Regions from separate parts of the Sus scrofa genome. Here regions 1 and 2 are each linked to region 3. A link is a contact called in public Hi-C and promoter capture Hi-C data. All regions are on one chromosome and are shown on one strand. Each heading gives the region's core, a stretch centred on a gene start, on an enhancer-like site or on the middle of the called end of the contact. The rest is flanking DNA. Distances are from core to core; before and after follow the strand shown.

Region 1 (3,959 bases), core at 60-2,559, 290 kb after region 3:
ATTTGAAAATATACAGGGCCGTAAATTTAAGGTAGAGACAATCAAGAATCCTTCATCATGTTCACAAGTAAAAAGAGCTTGTGGGAGTTCCCATTGTGGTTCAGCAGGTTAAGAACCCAACACAATGTCCCTGAGCACATGGGTCCAATCCCTGGCCTTGCTCAGGGGGTTAAGGGTCCAGAACTTCCATAAGCTGCAGGTGCAGCCACTAAAAAAAAAAAAAAAAAAAAAAAAGCTTGTGATTCAGATTCGGAAAACCTGAATTTGAAGCCTGACTCTACAATTAGCAACGTCCTTCATTTCTCTGGGCATCCATTTCTTCATCTGTAAAATGGGAACAAGAATATTTCTGCTCTTCCTATCTTACAAGGTTGTCATGTAGAAAAACGGCAACATTATTTTGTCTCCCTACAGCCAACATCCCTGGACGTGTTATATGAAAAACATCTTAACTTTTTATTTGGATGAATGCCAATGAGCAGACATGTGAATAGCTCATCTCACTAGCAGGGTTCAGCATCTTCGGATAAAAGTAAAGAAGGGCTTAAAACAGGATTGAGGAGTACACATGAATCTACAGAGCAAGAGCGTAAGTCTGGCCCCCACTTGGTGTGGATCCAGATATATTTTCATTGTTTTTTCTATTTAATTTTTAAATTTCAGTTTTCCCTTCAAAAAAAAAAATTTAACATGCACTTGAGAAAATTGTTAAACAGTGTAGAGACAATCCACTCCACCTCCAGTCATATCACCTGAGATAACCACTGTTAACACTTCTGTGTAGCCATGACATACTTTTCATCCAGATGTCAACATTTATTTCCTTAAATGCATCTTACCCAACACACTCTGCTCTATACCCTGTTGATGTGGTTTTAATTAAGGTCTTGGAGGCCTTTACACATCATCACATACGATTTTCTTTTAAGATCAGAAGTCTTGATTTACCAATGTGCTGGATCAGGTATCCAGTAAAGGGATCAGTAAGTATTGTTAAATGGAAGATACAAGCAAGGGGAAGTGGGATATAAGGGAGGAGTCAGGAAATGAGGGTGATAAGAAGGAAAGAAAGAGGAAGAAAGGAAGGAAGGGGGGAGGGAAGGAATCAAGGCGGGGAGAGAGGAAAGAGGAAGGGAGGGAAAGAGCCGGAGGGCAAAAGGAGTTCCAAAGCGGTGGGCCACGCCCCCTGCCCGCCCCCGGCCCGCCCCCAGCCCGGACCCCGCCCCTAGTCCGCAGGCTGCGGCGCCACCTCCAGCCGCCAGGGGCCGCCACTCGCAGCTACCTGCTCTCTGCGCGCGCGGCGGGCCCTCTCTCCCGCCTCAGCGCCAGCCGGTCGCCGACCCGCCGCCGCTCTTGGGCTCCGGCCGGGTCTCGCGCGCCGTCTTCTCGTGAGGGGCCTCGCGCCGCCCGGCGCTCGCCGTCCCCCTGCCTCGCGGCGCGGGGTCTCGCGGGCCCCGCTCCCGCCCTCCGCTCGCCTGGCCCGGACCGGAAGCGGCGCCGCACGGCCTGGGCCTGGCGCGGGGGGCGGGCACCGGGGCCCGGTCGGACATGGGCAAGAAGCACAAGAAGCACAAGTCGGACAAACACCTCTACGAGGGTGAGGAGTGGGCCGCGGTGGGGGGCGGCGAGCCCGCGGCTGCTCGGTGGGGTTTACGTTCCTTCGAGACCACTCTGGAGCATCCGAGGCGGGCCGGGGGGATGCCCAGGTCCCTCGGGCAGGCCCGGACCCGCGAAGGGGGCGCGGTCCATCTGAGCCGCACAGACCCCACGCAGGGGCGGCATTCGAACCCGAGACCCCCGGCCCGGGAGGGTCTCCTGTGGGGAGATGCGAGGCGGCCTCGAAAGGCCCGGGAGCGTTCGGGACGGCCACTTGGTAAGTGCCTGTCATTCAACAGGTGCTTCGCGGGGCGCCCACTGCGTGCCCCGGGCCGCCTTGGCCTGTGCGCCTCCTTCTTCCCCTGCCCAGGGGTCACTCTGCTCGTGGATACCGCCCAGCGAGGCCCTCCTTTAATCGAGACCCTTTTCTTTCGTTCAAGAATATGTAGAGAAGCCCTTGAAGCTGGTCCTCAAAGTGGGAGGGAACGAAGTCACCGAGCTCTCCACGGGCAGCTCCGGGCACGACTCCAGCCTCTTCGAGGACAAAAATGATCATGACAAACACAAGGACAGAAAGCGGAAAAAGAGGAAGAAAGGAGAGAAGCAGGTTCCAGGGGAAGAAAAGGGGAGGAAACGGAGACGAGTAAAGGTAAAGTCATTGCATTGCTTCAGCTTTTTTTGGTGCTACCACTTTCTGAGCATTGCCGCCTCCCGCTGCCAATCTTTTTACTTATTTTGTGTCCAGTGAAATGCTCAGCTGCCTATAAAATCAGACTTGTTTTGAGGAGGAGCAGGGCAGAATAGGAACGTGAATCACCTGTGAGCTTCAGCAGCTCTTTATTAGACTAATTGTACGCACACATCAGGTGATCGAGCTAAGTCCTGATTTTCAGGAGCTGCTTCAGAGTGCTTTTTCTATCTAGGAAAGGTTAAAGTCATGCTCAGTAAAGCCTCAGTGTTCGAGGTTTGTGGAAAACAGTCGTTTGAAAAGTGAATGAGTATGACTGAATCACTTTGCTGGACACCTGAAACTAACACAGTTAGTATATCAACTATATATCAGTAAAAAAAAAAAAGTGAGTAGGATCTCTTGGGGTTCAAATTTTGTTCCAAGATAAGTACCGTTATGCCACATGCATGATGAACAACTTTCATCTTTTGAAACAAAGTTTGAGTCTGTTGAAGAGAAAATTGGATTAGAAAACTTTAAGGACTATGACACCAGTAATTTTTAAAAAAAGTTTTCTTAATCACACACGGTTAATAGAAAAAAGCTGGGAGGAGTGAGCTGCCATCTTGGTTTCTAAGCTGGGTAAAACAATAACTAACTTTCCTTTCAAGGATGATCACATACACACTTGGAATTGTCCTACATTTATTCTGCGCTTCCTAAATATAACTTGTCACTGAGTGACTTGTTAATTTTTTTTGTTTTTTCTTTTGCTTTTCAGGGCCACACCTGTGGCATATGGGGTTGAATCAGAGCTACAGCTGCTGGCCTCCACCACAGCCACAGCAACCCAGGATGTGAGCTGTGGCTGCAACCTACACCACAGCTCACAGGAACACCAGATCCTTTCACCCAGAGTAAGGCCAGGGATCAAACCCGTGTCCTCATGGATACTAGTCAGGTACATTACCACTGAGCCATGACAGGAACTCCAAAGCGACTTATTATTAATGACTGGATTTTGAAGCTAGGTTTCTGTAGGTTTAGTTGTAAGTTTATATATACAACAGAAGTGTTCTGGTCCATGTGATTTTTTTTTTTTTTTTTTTTTTTTGGCTTTTTAGGGCCACACCTGAGGCATATGGAGGTTCCCAGGCTAGGGGGTTGAATCGGAGCCGCATCTGCTGGCCTACGCCACAGCAACACCAGAACCTTAAACCCACTGAGTGAGGCCAGGAATCGAACCCACAACCTCATGGTTCCTAGTCAGATTTGCCCCTTCTGCTCTACGATGGGAACTCCTGGTCCATGTGATTGAACACACTGATAAGTCACTAAATCTTAGAGGTTTCTTTCTTTGGAATTTCTTAATTCTATTCTTTTCTGCCCTGGTCTTTATTGCCTTTGTCTGTGACTGTGACAGCATAAAAAAAAACTTAATGTTTCTTTCTGAAGTTCCCATTGTGGCACAGCAGAAATTAATCTGACTAGTATCCTTGAGGATGCGGGTTGGATCCCTGGCCTTGCTCAGTGGGTCAGGGATCTGACATTGCCATGAGCTATGGTGTAGGTCACAGACACAGCTCAGATCCTGCATTACTGTGGCAGTGGTGTAGGCTGGCAGCTGTGGCTCTGATTCAACCTCTAGCCTGGGAACTTAAATATGCTGCAGGTGTGACCATTTAAAAAAAAA
Region 2 (3,943 bases), core at 865-3,364, 440 kb after region 3:
TCAACAAGATGAGTAAGTTCCAGAGATCTAATCTCCAATACTCTGCTGGGCACTTAAAGTTGTGTTAAGAGGGTAGATTTTATGTTGTATTCTCACCATGAAATAAATGAGGGGGACACGAGTAAACTTTTGGAGGTGCTGGACGGATCTCTTACCATGGTTGTGGTGATGGTTTGGGGGGGGGGCGAGTATGCATATGTTCAAACTCATTCTGTTGAATACTTGCATTAAATATGTGCAGTGTTTTATGTATCAATTATACTTCAATAAAGCTGTTTAAAAACAAATCCCTGGGAGTTCCCGTCATGGCGCAGTGGTTAACGAATCCGACTAGGAACCATGAGGTTGCGGGTTCGGTCCCTGCCCTTGCTCAGTGGGTTAAGGATCCGGCGTTGCCATGAGCTATGGTGTAGGCTGCAGACGCGGCTCGGATCCTGCATTGCTGTGGCTCTGGCGTAGGCCGGTGGCTACAGCTCTGATTCGACCCCTAGCCTGGGAACCTCCATATGCTGAAAAAAGAAAAACAAATCCCTCTTTTTTTTTTTCGTCCGCCAGAAATAGTTCCATGAGGGAACAAGGATATTCGCCACAGCATGATTTGGGATACTAAATAAAATACAAAGAGCCTAAACATCCATCAATGGGATCCAAATAAATAATCACAGGAGCACTCACTGACCTTCCCTTGAATTATAGTCAATAATTCATTTAGGAGTTCCCGTTGTGGCGCAGGGGTTAACCAATCCTACTAAGAACCATGAGGTTGTGGGTTCGATCCCTGGCCTCGCTCAGTGGGTTAAGGATCTGGTGTTGCCACGAGCTGTGGTGTAGGTCTCAGGCGAGGCTCAGATCCTGAGCTGCTGTGGCTGTGTGTAGGCTGGCAGCTCCTTAGCCTGGGAGCCTCCATATGCCGTGGTGCAGCCCTAAAAAGACAAAAGACAAAAAAAATAAAATTAAAATGCATACATGTTAACTACCATTGTAATCTTTATAACAACATCTTTATAACAAGGAAAAACATCACTAAAGAATATAACACACACAGGAGAAAGACTCACGTTACTCTAATAACCTAGCTTTGCAGACCAGAAGGCTACACACGAGGCACCTGGAAGACCCAAGCACAGAGGGACCCCGAACCCTGGCACGCGGCAGCAGACCGGGAGACATGTGCAAAGTCACGGCATGCACAATGCAGTGAGTGTAGCAGTGAGCTTCTGTTGGTGTCTGCCTCACCCTTCCTAGGGATTTACAGTCCTAGACGTGTGTGTAAGACCAGTACAGTGCAAGACCAATTTCTGGAAGGATACATAAAAACTGCCTGCAGTAGTTTCCTCCAGAGGGGGTGGGACTGAGGTCTGAGGGGCAGGGATTTAAGTGCCCTCTTGTACCGTTTGATATTTTTTCAAATGTACACAGGCACCAAGAAAAGTGAGTAACAGCAAGCCCTAGGGCCATCCCTAGAGCGGTCGGAGCGCTATCTTCAGGAGGTTCTACAATTCAATTTTTACAAAGAAACTGTCACACACACATATACACACGAATCCATTCTCCTGTATTTCCAGCTGCCAGCTAGACTCCTCTACCTAGATTGTCATCTCAGACTCAGGAAGTTCAAAATGAAATTCCTTCTCTTTCTCCAAAACCTATTCTTCCTCCTTGCATTTTCCTCCTTAGGTTATTATTTTCCCCAAATGGAAACCAAACTGGTTCTCCCTTCTCTGGGCCACCTTCCACATGATCCCCTGGGGTCCCCTGCCTCAAGCTATCTGTGTCACTTCCAAACACCTTACCAGAGAACGATCTCGCCAGCTGCCGGTCTGATCCCTCTGCTCCCCAGTACAGCCACAAAGAACCCGACCAGAACACACCAGGAGCAAGGCACTGCGTGGCCGGAATGCACCAGGCCTCTTCGACGGCCCTGCCCTTGCACAGGCAGGCTCTGGGCCCAGGAGACCCTCTCACTCAGCCGTTGAGAACTCAACTAGCCCCTTCTCCATCAAGTTACCAGAAGCAACAGGACTTTAGCGCCTGCTCAATGTTCCTGTCCGCTCTGGACCTAGTCCCGCCTCCTGCGCAACCGTCAACGCCAGCACATTCAAAGCCCATCCCCACGCACAGGCCTCCCTGCCCTGATTCTACTCTCTGATTCAGCTCTGGGGACATAGAGCCAGGACGCAGCACAGAGAAGTGCTTCTTGAGGAAGGAAGTCTGAGGTGACGTATGTACATCTATCCACAGCCATGTGCATGTGTCAGGAAAGGGAGGTTATGGGCCTTCAAATGAGCTCGATACTTGGATCCAAGGAAATGGACACTCACACTATGAAAAATGACAGAACCAGAAAGGGGGACAATTTGGCCCCCAAACTACAGATGTCCTTTAGAGTTAAAGACGGTAATTCCACTTCTCAGAATGTAGCCTAAGGAAATAAGTCTGCATGTGCCTAGAGATATGACTGTAAGAAAATATCCACAATGAGCATGTAACTTTTTTAAAACACAGCTAAAAGTATTTCAAGAATGAATTACCCTATTATCTTTACCTTTTATTTTATTTTTGTGGATTTTTTTAAAAATTAAAGTATAGCTGATGTACAATGTTGCACCAATTTCAGCTGTGCAGCAAAGTGACCCAGTCATACACACACACACACACACACACACACGCCCTTTCTTATATTCTCTTCCATCATGGTCTCTCCCAAGAGACTGGATAGACTTCCCTGCGCTACAGAGCAGGGCCTCATTGCTTACCCATTCTAAATGGAATAGTTTGCATCTAAAACCCCAGACTCCCAGTCCATCCCCCTCTCCGCATTTTAAAATTTGCACAATGGGTCTAATTTTCTATAGTATTGATAAGGATACAGCAAGGTTGCTTGGAAAAAACTAACTAAATAGGAACATCACCAGTATCAAAGTCAAAAGGTAAAAGCCCTCTACCTCTTCTTTTTTATTTTTGGGCCACATTCACGGCATGTAGAAGGTCCTGGGCCAGGGATCGAAAACCCATGCCACAGCAGGGACAACACTGGATCCTTCACCCGCTGTGCCACAACAGAACTCAAACCTCTTCTATTTATAGCCAAGAAATGTATTCATATCCCAAATAACTCGTAGTACATCCTAAGATTTAAAAAAACAAAGAAGGGAAAATATGGATAATAATGTAAAATTATTTAAAAGAAAAAAAGAGTCTAAATATCTTGGATTTGCAAACCTTGTGGGCATTTAAAACTTTTACTCATAGTTAAGCAATGCTGTATGTGCTATGTCAACCCCTCCTTGGTTAGGACATGGGAATAACTGCAAATAATGGATACTTGTGCCTGTATCCTAAGTTTTCTTTTTTTTTTTTTTTTTTTTTTTTTTTTTTTTTTTTTGTCTTTTTGTCTTTTTAGGGCTACACCTGCGGCATACGGAGGTTCCCTGGCTGGGGGTCTAATCGGAGCTACAGCTGCCGGCCTACACCACAGCCACAGCAACACCAGATCCAAGCTGCATCTGCGACCTACACCACAGCTCAAGGCAACACTGCATCCTCAAACCCACTGGGCAAGGCCAGGGATCAAACCTGAAACCTCATGGCTCCTAGTCAGATTCATTTCTACTGCGCCACGATGGGAACTCGTAAGTTATCATTTTTTCTTCTCATTTTCTTCTTGTAAGAGGTGCTCATATCTGCTTTCCTAGAAATTAGAGCAGTTCATTTCTTTTTTTTTTTTTTCCTTTTTTTTTTTTTAAGCTGCATCCGCGGTACATGGAAGTTCCTGGGTCAGAGACTGAGTCCAAGCCACAGCAGTGACCTGAGCTGCTACCTGAGCCAGATCCTTAACCCTCTGTGCCACGGCAGGAACTCCAGAGAATTCCTTTTAAATGCCATCATCTGTTGCTCTCAATTTCTGGACCCCATTTTCCAATGTTTCAGAAGGACGGTTTTT
Region 3 (4,447 bases), core at 194-2,693:
TCCATGAGGATACAGGTTCGATCTCTGGCCTCGCTCAGTGGGTTAAGGATCCAGCATTGCCGTGAGCTGTGGTGTAGGTGGCATATGCGGCTTGGATCTGGCGTTGCTGTGGCTGTGCTGTAGGCCGGCAGCTGTACCTCCAATTTGACCCCTAGCCTGGGAACCTTCATATGCCAAGGGTGTGGCTCTAAAAAGAAAAAAAAAAAAAAACAAATAACAGAGAGAGAGAGAGAGACTGAGATGGGAGTTCCCTGGTGGGTCAGTAGGTTAAGGATTGGACACTACCACTGCTGTGGCTCTGGTTAAGCTGTGGTGCGGGTTCAATCACTGGCCCATGAGCTACTATATGCCTCAGGTATGGTTAAAGAAAGAAAGAAAGAAAGAGAGGAGTTCCTGTCATGGCTCAGTGGAAACAAATCTGACTAGTATCCATGAGGACATGGGTTCAATCCCTGGCCTTGCTCGGTGATCTGGCATTGCTGTGAGCTGTGGTGTAGGTCACAAACACAGCTTGGATCTGGCATTGCTGTGGCTGCGGTGTAGGAAGGCAGCTGTAGCTCCAATTAGACCCCTAGCCTGGGAACCTCCATATGCCGAAACTGCGGCCCTGAAAAAAAAACAGAGACAGACAGACAGACAGAGACAAGCCTTAGAGACCCATGATCATCACACCAAGACTTCTCACCGATTTACTCAGAAAGAAAGGCAAATACTGCAAAGGGAAATCAGCCTCTGACCACATGGCCTGGATCACCCGTCTGAGATGTGCATCATCCCAGACCAGCTGGAGTCTCGCTCCCTCTCTTTAGCCCCCTGGCCCTGGCCCCGTCCCCGCACCCCGGATCAGCCCTGCTTGCTGCCCAGCTCCTCAGCTGTGGGTCTGGTTTCAGCTTTGGTTGGCATCCTCGGCTTTCCACCCCCAGTTGGGAGGTGGTACCCAGGCTCCAGCTCTGGGCTTTGCACCCTGATAGCAGGTAAGACCCTCAAGTGAGGGAAAGTTCTGGTTTCATCAGAGCCAGAACCTGTCCTCTAGTTGGTGTCACTGGGTCCCCCGTTAAGAGCAAGAAAATACCCTCCCTGGAAGAAGATCTGGGCGAGCCCCACCCACCTGGTCAGCACTGGGGCTGCTCACCAGCCTTACCCATCTGTCTGTGTATGACTCATCTCTGAACAAACAGCAGTGGATGACACTTCTACGCTATGGCAGACCCTGCATAGAGCTCGGGGCACAGTGGTAAACAGGACAGATCGGGCCCCTGCCCTCATGAAGCTGCTACGTGAGAAGGGAACCACTCACAGAGCACACTGAAGCAGGAACAGAAGGGTCTCCCTCAGCCGCATGGTCAGGGAGGGCTTCTTGGAAGAGGTGTTTAATGGAGTCACAGGAGAGGCTGAGGAGGCGGCCAGGGCAGCGTGGGGAGGGGAGAATTTTTAAGCAGAAGGAAAGCGGAAGCACAGCCCTGAGGCAGGAACTTCCTCTGTCCCCGGGGAGCCTCGACCCAGGCCTGGGCCCAGAGAAGGGGGCAGGCAGGCCCCAGGCATCCCTTCTGAGGTGTGCCACCTGGCTGTGCCCGCTGAGAGGAAGTGCTCCAGGTGCCAACAGAAAGACGCCTGGTGAGCCCATCTGTGCCGTGGCTCGTCTCCAGGAACTGACTCTTTGCAAGGTGAATAAGCTGGGAGCTCGTGTTTAGGGCACACAGACCCTTTGGGTTTACAAGTGACAGAAAGTCAGGGTAAGCTGACAAGGAGGAATTTATTTCCTGAAAAGTCCAGGAATAGATGGCTCCAAGCCAGGTTGGAACCACAGCCTCAGACCATCCACACCCAGTGTCCTACTCACTTTCGCTTTCTCTCTTGGTTTTACTTTCCTGGGCTTTGCCTTCTCTCTCGACAAGCTCTCCTCCTGGTGACAAGATGGCTGAAGCTGTGCCAGGCTCACCTGCCCCTTCTCGGATCCCCAGGTGAAGCCGCACGGCTCCTGTGACGCCCTGGTCTGTAGGATGTGTGCAAAACACCTGCCCACCTGTCCTTTCCTGAGGCGCCCAGTGCTGACCACAATGAACTTGCCCAACCTTCACCAGAAATCCGTCTTTATGTACTGTTTTGTAATCTGCTTTTTTATTTTTTTGGCCACACCTGTGGCATATGGAAATTCCCAGGCCGGGGATCGAATCCACGCCACAGCAGCAACCCCAAGCTGCTCCAGTGACAACACTGGGTCCTTAATCCACTGTGCCACAAGAGAACTCCTTGTTTTGTTTGTTTTTTCTTTGTAGGGCCACACTGGCAGCATATGGAAGTTCCTGGGTTAGGGGTTGAATGGGAGCTGCAGCTGCAGCCCATGCCACAGCCACAAAAATGCTGCCGCACCTGTTACCTATGCCCAGCTTGTGGAATGCTGGATCTTTAACCCACTGAGCAAGGCCGGGGATCCAACCCGCATCCTTATGGCGCCTACACTGTGTCCTTAACCCGATGAGCCATGATAGAACTCTGTGATTTTTACATTTTTAAATAGACTTTTAAATTTTCAAAAATTATTTATTTTGGCCACACCCATGGCATGCAGAAGTTCCCAGGCCAGGGATCAAACCTGCGCCACAGCGGTGACCCGAGCCCACAGCAGTGACAACATCCAATCCTTAACCACTAGGCCGCCAGGGAACTCCTAAATACACTTTTCAAAAAAAAAAAATTGTTGTTGTTGTAGTTACTTCTTTTTGCATTTTTAAAAGTTTGATGGAAGTATAGTTGATTTACCCTGTGATCCTTTCTGCTGTACAACAAAGTGGTTCCGTTATCCATGTACACACATCCATTCTCTGTCAGATTCTGCACCCATGCTGATGATCAGAGAATACTGGGTGGAGTTCTCTGCACTATGCAGCCGGTCCCCATTGGCCAATCATTCCACAGACCTCAGTGTGCACAGGCCAATCCCAAACCCCCTGTCTCTCCCTCCCCTACCCCATGGGTCCCCTTTGATAACCATACATTTTTCAAAGTCTGTGAGTCTGTTTCTGTTCTGCAAATAAGTTCATTTGTAGCCTTTTAGGTTCACAGCAAGACTGGCTGGGAGGTACAGATACTTCTCACATGCCCCCTACCCCCCAACATCATTGCCTCTGCACAATTGACACCCCCCACCAGAGGGGTCCATTTGTTACAGTTGATGAATCCATAGTGACATGTCATTGTCACCCAGAGTCCATAGTTACATTAGGCTTCACCCTTGGCCCTTGTACATTCTATAGGTTTGGACAAATATACCCACCTTTATAGTGTACTGTGTGATAACATATGATTAGAGAAGGATTCAATTTTCTGTATATTTTTAAGAACATTGTATTCTAATGCACGTGCCACTGTTATTTTAACTGTCTTGTAAGGTTCCAGATTTTCCTGCCTTCAGGCAGCAGTGCAGCCAATGCCTTGATCCAATGTCTTTTTTATATTTGTGTTCTCTTAAGGCAGTTTCTAGCAGTGGTTTTTCTGAATCTTACACACTCATTGTGATTTTGATAACATTCATTTCTGTCCCTCTGGAGAGTCTGCACTAACCTACCCCTCCACCAGCTCAGTCTGAATGAGAGATGTCTATTTCCCTGCAACTTCTATAACTAACATGGGATATTAGCATTTTTAAACTATTTTCAGTGTGATGGCAAGAAGTGGTGTCCGTGGCTTAATGTGCATTTCCTCGTTTCTGGCGAGTCTGAACATATTTCATAGTCTTCTTGGTCATTTTTATCGTGCTGAAGGATCTAGAAATGTTTCTTTTTCCTGTCCATAGGTCACTTCTGGGGGGAGGCGGGACCCGGGGAAGATGGGATCGCAATTTAAAAAATGACCAGCAGATGGCGCTGCCTCACTGGCGGCTCCGAAAGTTTGGCGGGCTGAGCTGGAGAAAAGGTCAAACAGGAGGGAAATCGAATGTTTCTCTCAAAAAGAAAAAAAAAAAAAAAAACAAAAAACCAAGACTTTGAAAAACGGTTGGAAGAGGTTTCAAATAACGCTGCAAAGAAAGAGTTTTGCTGGGAAAGAGCTGGTGCTTCACTGCCTCTAAGCGCCGCTCCCCACCGCCCATGTTGTTCAGGATTCCCCGGGCGACCGCCACTTGGGGTTCAGGACCTCAGTGCTGAGTTTCTGCTGCCACGTGCATCCTCGTCCTGCAGCCCACAGGCCTGAAATGGGCAGAAGGAGGCTTCCTCCCACCGCCCGTCCACCTCCTCGGGCCGATCAGCCGGAGGCAACAAAACCGCCGTTCCTAACCAAACAGGGCCCTTGGAAATAAATAGCGCACAGAGCCTTCAGGAAAAGGCTGTGCACCTGCTGTGGTCCGACCTTGTCTGGGCTGGTTGGCTCCTGAGGGAGGAGGCTGGATTAAGCCTCCCTCAATATGTGGAGGCGGGTCCTTTCTCCAACAGCGGGAGGCGGCTTGGGTACC

The links. Promoter capture Hi-C pulls out the DNA fragments that hold promoters and counts their contacts. Hi-C and Micro-C count contacts between places; a contact is called where the count stands out from the background.
Region 1: a promoter capture Hi-C map of liver shows a contact between it and region 3, with 5 times the contacts expected there. The contact joins the promoter of BRD7 here to the enhancer-like site in region 3. A contact is called at or near these places in 3 of 5 promoter capture datasets (fetal liver, fetal skeletal muscle and liver), 17 of 47 Hi-C or Micro-C datasets (alveolar macrophages, brain, embryonic fibroblasts and 10 more) and 1 of 2 datasets of contacts at active chromatin or transcription factors (alveolar macrophages).
Region 2: a contact with region 3 is called in a Hi-C map of subcutaneous adipose tissue, with 2.8 times the contacts expected there. The contact joins two enhancer-like sites. A contact is called at or near these places in 1 of 5 promoter capture datasets (liver), 5 of 47 Hi-C or Micro-C datasets (embryonic fibroblasts, omental adipose tissue, psoas muscle and 2 more) and 1 of 2 datasets of contacts at active chromatin or transcription factors (alveolar macrophages).

Annotation. Positions count from the first base shown.
Region 1 is chr6:34,476,699-34,480,657 of Sscrofa11.1, forward strand. BRD7 (bromodomain-containing protein 7) reads left to right here and starts at 1,310. Exons shown (of 16, transcript XM_021094214.1): 1 at 1,310-1,597; 2 at 2,037-2,245. The coding sequence starts at 1,549.
Region 2 is chr6:34,628,972-34,632,914 of Sscrofa11.1, forward strand. All of the region lies in intron 1 of PAPD5 (non-canonical poly(A) RNA polymerase PAPD5), which reads right to left. Among named protein-coding and RNA genes, the nearest start is that of PAPD5, 38 kb to the right of the region's middle. Within about 2 kb of position 2,115, at least 16 of the 83 cell types and tissues checked have an H3K27ac peak or open chromatin away from gene starts, as enhancers often do. A contact at or near this core is called in alveolar macrophages, omental adipose tissue, retroperitoneal adipose tissue and 1 more, where this site is marked.
Region 3 is chr6:34,190,603-34,195,049 of Sscrofa11.1, forward strand. No RefSeq gene overlaps it. Among named protein-coding and RNA genes, the nearest start is that of SNX20, 16 kb to the left of the region's middle. Within about 2 kb of position 1,444, at least 24 of the 83 cell types and tissues checked have an H3K27ac peak or open chromatin away from gene starts, as enhancers often do. A contact at or near this core is called in alveolar macrophages, liver, mesenteric adipose tissue and 3 more, where this site is marked.